3 separate regions of the Sus scrofa genome follow, and regions 1 and 2 are each linked to region 3. Evidence: chromatin contacts called from public HiChIP or PLAC-seq data. All regions are on one chromosome and are shown on one strand. The core of a region is the stretch at or near the end of the contact, and the rest is flanking DNA. Distances in the headings are between cores, read along the strand shown.

Evidence for each region. HiChIP or PLAC-seq counts read pairs in DNA pulled down with a chosen protein or histone mark.
Region 1: a contact with region 3 is called in an H3K27ac HiChIP or PLAC-seq map of alveolar macrophages. The contact joins the promoter of RPL18 here to the promoter of C6H19orf68 in region 3. A contact is called at or near these places in 1 of 5 promoter capture datasets (fetal skeletal muscle) and 1 of 2 datasets of contacts at active chromatin or transcription factors (alveolar macrophages).
Region 2: an H3K27ac HiChIP or PLAC-seq map of alveolar macrophages shows a contact between it and region 3. The contact joins the promoter of CA11 here to the promoter of C6H19orf68 in region 3. A contact is called at or near these places in 1 of 5 promoter capture datasets (fetal skeletal muscle) and 1 of 2 datasets of contacts at active chromatin or transcription factors (alveolar macrophages).

Annotation. Positions count from the first base shown.
Region 1 is chr6:53,977,360-53,980,059 of Sscrofa11.1, forward strand. It overlaps RPL18 (60S ribosomal protein L18), which reads right to left and starts at 1,322. Exons shown (of 7, transcript XM_021094700.1): 1 at 1,170-1,322. The coding sequence starts at 1,172.
Region 2 is chr6:53,997,312-54,000,011 of Sscrofa11.1, forward strand. CA11 (carbonic anhydrase 11) reads right to left here and starts at 1,333. Exons shown (of 9, transcript NM_001004038.1): 1 at 1,244-1,333; 2 at 1,079-1,153; 3 at 216-358. The coding sequence starts at 1,310. The region is part of intron 2 of LOC110261016 (a long non-coding RNA gene); the gene reads left to right.
Region 3 is chr6:53,658,798-53,661,497 of Sscrofa11.1, forward strand. C6H19orf68 reads left to right here and starts at 1,425. Exons shown (of 4, transcript XM_005664646.3): 1 at 1,425-1,559. LIG1 (DNA ligase 1) reads right to left here and starts at 1,223. Exons shown (of 28, transcript XM_021094649.1): 1 at 1,095-1,223.

The DNA.
Region 1 (2,700 bases), core at 72-2,571, 320 kb after region 3:
ATCCTCACCTCACAAACATTCTCAATGAGCCCTTACCTCTGAGCAAGAGCTAATGCAGTCTCTGGAGACAACGAACTCCAATCTGACACTCGGAGAGCTCTGGGAAAAACCACTTAACCCCCTACCCAATGACCCCTTTGTAGAAAAAAACTAATTCAACATAAGCCTTCAGCACATGACACACAGCACACACCCTGAAAGACCTCAACAAAGGAGCCACACTGACTCAAATTTTTAGTTCCAAAGAACTAAACTGTGTTTTCAGGGATGTATTATTTAAGCACCCCAAACTCACTCCGAAAAAGCAGAACCAAAATCACTTAAACCAAAGGCAGACTTAAAAAGGTATTACGGTATCAATGAACTTTTTTTTTCAGTAATCCGTACAAAACTACTTCTAGGACTTTTCTTATACTATCTCCTTGAATCCAACAATCTTTTATGAAGTTAGTTTCCCACTTTAGCGCTAAAAAAAAACTGAAAGCAGCCTACGATTTCCACTACAGCCCCTGCCTACTTGCCTAAAGAGGTTTTTTTTTGTTTACTATGCTATTAACTGGAAAGAGGTATTTGACCACTGATACCTCCAGCACTTAATATACGCAAAAGCCTACAACAAGCACACTTCCCGGGACTTATTTCTTCCCAAACTCACATCTGTGAGACATAATTACTGGGCCCCCAATGATAAAGTCAAGATGCTTTCCCCGCACAGAAATGATACGTTGGGCAGTGAATTGAGATTCGAATCGAAGCCTGCCTGGTCCCCACACCCAGGCACCAGACGCTCAGCAACTCCCCCAGAACCCAGCTTTCCAGGCCGGGGAGTGACAGGTCCAAGGGCAGCACAGGCAAGAGTGGCTGTGGGATCAGCGCCTGGGTCCGAATTCTGACTCCGCTCTTTATTGTCATTACGTTACCGGTCATATTTAACTCCCTTACCCCTCAAGTTGGTCATGTACTCAATGGGAACCATAAAAGAATACGGGAGGACGAGAAATTGACGACTCCCATTTCTGCTCTTCAAGCCCCCAAAATAGCTCCCCAGCCCGGGAGTCGCTTCCTTTGGACACCCTGGGACCCCTGCCTCCCTCTGGAACATCCTCGGTCCCAGACCGCAGCGGATGGCAACGGATGATCAATGCCCAAACTCCGCAAAGCGCGCTCACCATGATGGCGCCTCCTCCTTAGCCAGGTCCGGAAAGAGAGACAGGGAGCTAGGGTGGGCGGGGAAAGCCGTCAGTGAAGGGCTCGTACGTGACGTCACATGGACGCGACGCGGCACTCTACCGCGACGCCCGCCCTCTCTATGGTGATCGGAGGACCGGCTAGATAGACGCCTCCGGAATTGGGTGTCGGTTCCCTGGTCCCTAGGAGGGAAGGGTCTGTACGTCGGGGCCTCTCTGGCCATATCCAGTCTCTGTTCTCGATAGTCTTCCGGAAGAAAGGGCGCTGGGAACGAGGGAGATGTCGCGCAGAAGTAGGAAGACGCGTCGTGCGTTGACGCTCTGGCCCGACGCCGACGGCCTCTCGGTGGCTCCCGGAGGACCCAGCGGCCCGAGTCTTGGAGGTGAGGAGGCGGGGCTGGCGGGACCAGTCCGGACGTAGGGAACCGTCTGACCCCAATCTTTGAGCGTTTCCTTATCGGGTTCACCTCTGCCTTGTCTCGTGCCGCGCTTGCCAGGCGCGGCCGCAGCTTGAGAAGTCTTGCTTGAGGTCTAACCCGAGATCTTCTTGCTGCAGTCCTGTCTGTGGCATCCGGTGTTTCCACCTTTTAGGTTCAGCTTCACCCTCTTCTCCCAGATGGCCCTTCCTTAACCCCTCCTCAGCCTCTGCCACCCGGAGGCTGCTTCTCCCAGCCAGAGAGTTTCAAGTGGCCCAGCGGGTTCGGTATGAGGGATGTGCACGGTACTGGAGCGCAGAGGAGGCAAGCTGAGGCTGCGGGCTGGGGCGACGCGGTGGAGAGAAAAAAATTCCTGAAAAAGAAAAGTGGAGAGAATTAGAGAGAGGGAGACCGAGATTCAGAGGAGGGAAGGAATGGAGACCCAGAGGGGAGTGGACAGAGACGGAGGGTGGGGGAAATAATGACGGGAGGTGGGAGGATGTTAGAAAGAGAGGGAAGATGGAGGTCTAGGGAGAAGCAGAGACAAATTCAGTTCCTTACTAAGCATAAGACCTTGGGCAAAACCTTTTTTTGTGTATTACTTTCCTTATTTGCAAGAAGGGGATGATAATAGGCCTGGCACATGGAGTGTTTTCTAGCATTATATAAGTTAGTTTAAATGCTTGGGACAATGCTTTGTACTTCTAAGCGCTGAGTTAACAATTAGCCTCTAATCCTGTTGGCTCTCACTGGGGAGGTGGAGAGGACCAGATGGACTGGTTGGGGCAATGAGGAAGCTGACTTGTCCATTCTTGTCTTCCTCTTCTGGGAAGCCCTGCCCCTTGGGCCCCCAGCACTTGGGGCTTGGCCTCCTCTTCTCTGCCCTTAATACTCCTACTTATTCATCTCTCCTCCCCAGAGCCACAGGCCAAGCCTGGACCATGATGCCTGACTCCTTGCCCATACCACCCTCCCATGGCCTCCCAGCCGGGGCCACGTTGATGTTGTAACACAGCAGGGGGCCTGCAGACGAATGGATTCCTTAAAGCAGAAGAGGAGCACGATCAGGTAAGGGTCTATCTGCAAGTCAAGATAAC
Region 2 (2,700 bases), core at 83-2,582, 340 kb after region 3:
GATGGTCTGTCTTACCATTGCTTCCAAGAGATGGAAAGACTAGGAGGCCATGTTTGGAGAGGGAAGAATCAGGGATCCATTTAAGGGTGGACAGCGCCTCCTCTCTGCTCAGTGTAGGGCTCCTTCCCCCAGGCTAGCCTCCCAGCTCATGCCCCACCCCCGACCCCAACTCAAGCCCAGTGGGGTTTGGTAACCCCTCCCAACAGGCCACTTACCTTCTCTCCCCCAGTGCTGAGTCTCAGTGGGGGCAGAAAGGGGTCGTAAAGGACCCTCTTCAGCTCCACATCCACAGGGCTCTGCCGCTTCCCCACAGCACACAGACTCCAGGCTGCGTTCACCAGGCCCCAGAAGGGAGGCCCTGGGAGCAGAGGTGGGGCAGGGAGGAAAGGGAGTCAGAAGTAGGGACTAGATCTCAGTGCTGGGATCTGCTGGGAAGGCTGTGGTTTCCTGACTTTGAGGGAGGAGGTGGCTGAAATGCAGAGTCCTGGGTCCTAGAAGACTCTTAGAGGAGTTTCCTATACCGCCCCCCTACCCCCAACACCTCCAAGCCTCTCTTTGATCAAACCTATCATCAATGGTCTTTGGGGAAGAAACTACAACTCCCAGCAGTCTGTGAGGTGGCCAGCCTACCCATCCCCTGCCTGCTTGCCCCAGAGCCCATGGGAGTTGTAGTTCTTCAGTCTCCCTTATCCCACAGCTGGTTGATGAATGTACTGGGGAGAAGGAGTTGCAAGAGAGGGCTGGACCAGGTGGAGAACCGGGCCCCGAACCTCTGGTTCTCAGTACGAGCCAGGACCTACCTGGTCTTTCCCAGCAAGCACACACACACTCTTCCACCCCCACACTCCCTTGCCTTCCACTCACTCCCACTCCCGACTCGAAATGCGCATGTATAATGTCCCATGCTGAGCCACCCGGGGTCAGAGGCTGGGCCTCCGGAGGGAGGAAGGAAGGGGCTAGGACTCCTGGGTCCTGGGGATGGGGGGGGGGGCGGGGGGGGGCAGGGGAGGAGCGGACTCCGGGGTCTCAGGAGGAAAGCCTGGCTGCCCAGACGCCTGGGTCCCCGCCCTGGCTGCACCTGGCACGAAGTTTCCCTGGAGATTATCCTTGTAGCTCCACCAGTCCTCTGGGTCAGGTGCGGGTCCGATGTGAGCTGGGGAGACAGCGGCTTGAAACCCTCTCCTGGACACCCCACCCCCACCCCTCCCTGAGGGGCTCCTGCCCCGACCCCCCCAGGCCTTACCTGCCGCCCCCAGTACTGCCCAGAGTACCAGCGCTCGAGGGGCGCTCAGACGAGCTGCACCCCCCATCCCGGGGAAGCCTCGGGGCGACCCCTATCCCAATGCCCTGACCCCCAACCCCCCAGCTCCTTCCCTTCTCTGTGGAACCCCGACCCCCCAAGGACTTGCAGCCTTCCTCTCCTCCACACGGGGAGCCCCAGTTCCCAATTTCTGAGGCAGCCGGGGACTGAGACCCCCCTACCCCACCCACTCCCCTGCTCCTTCTCGGCGTGTCTCCTTCCTCGCCTCTCTCCCCAAGCCCTCGAGTCTCCCTCTGTCTCCCGGTCTTCCTACTCCTCTCCTCTGCCTTCTGCTTTTCCCTCGGGTTACCCCTGGGCTTCTAACCCACACCCCCCTCTTCGCTCTCTTTTCATTAAGCTCTCCCCAGCCTCCTAACTCCATGTCTCCATCCTGCTTCTCTCACCTCCTCCTCCTCCCTCTCTCCCTCCTCTGCTCCTGCCTCTTCCTTCTCCCCTTCTTCTCCTCCTCACTCTCTCCCTCTCGGCCTCCCGCTGCCCCCTCTCTCTCTCCCCCCACCTCCTCCTCTCCTGCCTCTTCTGTTTCTCTGTCTCGCTCTTCTCCCTCCCCCCCTTCTCTCTCTTGCTGTTATTTAATTTTTCTGTTGGGGGGGGCTCTCACAGCAGCGAGCACCCCTCCCTGGGCTGGTGTGTGTGGGTGGTGGTGGAGGGAGTACTCCCAGGGGCAGGATAGAGAGGTTGTTGGGGGGGGGGACTCGTCCCCAGCTCCCAGCCGCGCTGGGGCCACGGGGGCGGGGGTGGCCCGGACACCTGGGGCCCAAGAGCTGGCAGTTTCCATCCTCCGCAGAAGGGGGAAGGGGGGGGCCCTTAAGGTGGAGCTGGGAGAGTCCTCGGGTGTCTCCACGCTCAGGGCCACTGGCCCTGAAGGATCCGGGATCCCCCAGCTCGCAGGGACCCAGGTGCGAGCCTGCACAGCGCCTGCAGCCCCCCGCCGGATGCATCACCCAAGCCTCCACCAGGGGCTCCCTTAACCCGGCTAGGGGATCCCCTGGGAGACCGGAGTGCGGTGTGGGCCGCTGACCAGGAGGGGGAGGCAGAGACTTGGAGAGAGAGTGGGGGAGCGGGAGGAGGCAGGAGGAGGAGCCGGGGAGGCTGAGGCAAGAGAGCAGAGGTGAGGTCAGGGAGCTGCGGAGGCTTGAGGAGGAAGAGGAGCCTGAGATGGGGAGATTTGGCAGGAGACGCAGGGTAGAAAATAAACAGGCAGGGAGGTGGGGGCAGCCGCGGGAGACCAGAGAGAGGGGGAAAGAGAGAGAGAGAAAGAGAGAGAGAGACCTGGGACATACAGTGAATGCAAGAGATGCAGAAACTGATAAGATACACAGAGACAGAGACCCCCAGAATGACAGGGGGGAAAAAAATACAGAATGAGACAGATAACAGGT
Region 3 (2,700 bases), core at 175-2,674:
AACTCAACACATCCTTCCTGCCTTTCCCTCGTGCCTTCTTCTCAGGCTGCCTAATAAGTCAGAGGTTCAAATGGGCTGAAATGGTGGCCAAGGAGTGACGGCCATAATCCCATTTTCTGCTGTCTCCCCTCCCCCTTCCAAGCCAGCTCCCCTTTCCAAATGCCCCTCCCTGCCAAGTGCCCAACCCGTTACCCTTGAAGCTCTCCAAGACTTCTCTCTTCCCTCCTCAGGCCTCTCGGGCCCTCAGGCAATGATAAGCCATTGGGCAATGATAAGTTCAGACCTTTCAGCTACTCTCCCCTGAGCCCCACTCCCTCCCACGCCTTGGCCGCCTCCTTGCAGGGCCCTCCAGAAAGTTCCTGACCTTTCATAAGGCCTTAGCCCATTAGGCCTTTGCCTCAGTCTTACCATTGACTTCCCCCTGACCCCACCCATCTACCTGGGTTCAGCCTTTAAAGCTGGCCCCGTCCTTTTTTTGTTTGCTTTTTTTTTTTTTAGGGCCGCCCCCACGGCATATGGAGGTTCCCATATGCTAGGGATCTAACTGACGCTGCCGGCCTATGCTACAGCCGAGCCACCGAGCCGCGTCTGCGACGCCAGGGATCGAACCCGCAACTCCATGGTTCCTAGCCGGATTCGTTTCCGCGACGGAAACTCCTCTTCCAACATTTTCATTAAACTTTTCCCTAGCCCCACCCCTTCCAGGTGGGCCCGCCTCCCCCGGCCCCGCCCCGCAAGTCCAACTTCCAGATGACCCCGCCCACCAACAGCCTTTCCCCGCCCCCATCCCTCTATAGACACGCCCTTCCATGTGGTCCCGCCCCTCCAGGCCTCTCCTCAGAGCCAGTTCAGTCCAGGGGCTCCAGGCCTCACCTACATTCTACCTGCCCCTGAGCCTCCGACAGATGCTGCCCCGCCCCCTCGAGCGGCCCATTGCCCGCTCTCTCCCCTCCACAGCGCGCTCCTGGCCGCCTCAGCGTCTCCCCACGTCCGCTCCTCTGCAGCTGACCGACGCTGCGAAGGCATGAACTCTGAGTTTACTACACGCGCGCCATTCCCCAGCCCTGAAGCCCCGCACGGACGACTCCACTTGCCTCTCTCCGGGCCAGACACCGCTGGCCAGAGCGTCACACCCGGAACCGCAGGGCGCTACACTGCAGTACCAAATTCGCGCCACGGAGTTCGCGCGCAGACTTCTACGGCCGGGGGCGGGGCCGAGCTGAGGGGCGGAGCCCGGAGGACGGCCGCGCCGCCGTCGCGCAGAGGGTCCTGGGAGTTGTAGTTTCTTGGCCGCGAGACCGCAAGAAAGGGGGTGAAGTGGGGCGAGCCCTCCCGCAGAGCACGCTGGGAAACGGCCCCGAGCCTCCTCTTGTACTGAATGAGTGGGTGCGGCTGCGGGTCCAAGGAGTGACCGCCAAGAAAAGGGAGCTTCGGTGGAAGCTGCTTCGCGAGGCACGGCGGGAAGAGAGGCGGGAGGCCGCGCGGGGCATCCCGGGAGCAAGGGCCGGGCCGGGCCTCGGCGCGGGGCATTGTGGGAGGTGGACGCCGCTCCGGGGCGGGTAGGTGATTGGGGAGGGGCGGGAAGGGTGCACATCTGGGGGAGGGGAGAGGCACAGCTGGGTGGGACAGCCTGGATGGGAGGTGCCGAGGCGGGCGGGGCTGGGAGGGATTGGGGAGACAGGAGCCAGCTGGGAGGGGCTGCCCAAGGGGGGGAGGCGAAGCTGGACGTGGGGGAGCATCTGGGGTGATAAAGCCCATCTAAGGACGACGGACCATGTCTAGGATGAGGACCCATATTTGGGGAGGACGGGAACTGTAGATGAGAGGAGGGGGCCACAACTGGACTGGGCGGTATATCTGGGCAGGAAGAGACCACAGATGAATATTGGTGACACTTCTGAGAATTGGCCACAAGTGAATGGGGCACACACCTGTAGGCAGAGGGTCCATACTAGATGTGGGGAGGACGTCTGGATACGGGGGCACCTCCACAGCTGGATATGGCAACCCATAGGGGTCCCATCCAGGAGAGGGGCAATAGCTGCCTAGAATCTGAGACACATCTGGGGAGGAGGGAGCCACAGATGCATGAAGAATACGACTAGCAGAGTTCTTGTTGTGGCTCAGCGGTTAACGAACCCGACTAGGAACCATGAGGCCGTGGGTTCGATCCCTGCCTTGCTCAACGGATTAAGGATCCCGCGTTGCTGTGAGCTGTGGTGTAAGTCGCAGAAGAGGCTTGGATCCCGTGTTGCTGTGGCGTAGGCCGGTGGCTACAGCTCGGATTGGACCCCTAGCCTGGGAACCTCCATATGCCACCAGTGCGGCCATTAAAAAACAAAAGAAAAGAAAAAGAGTATGACTGGGGACAAGGAACCCATAACTGAATGGGCAGAGCACATCTGGAGATGGAACATTTTTAGAGGGGGGACAAGCTGGATGTGGCTTACAGCCCAAGTGTAGGCACATGGGGCGGGGGAGGGTATTTCTATGGAAATGGAGGCACTAGAGGCTGCCGCCAAATGTGGGAGGCATATCTGGAAGGCGAGGAGATCCTACCTGGAAGCTGAGAACACATTTGAGGAGGCGTCCGCGACTGAGTTTAAGGACGCCTATTTTGGGAGAGGGACCTTAATTGTACGGGGGTGGGGGTGGGGGTCACACCCGTGGAGAAGGGGACCGGCGTTGGAGTTAGGATCA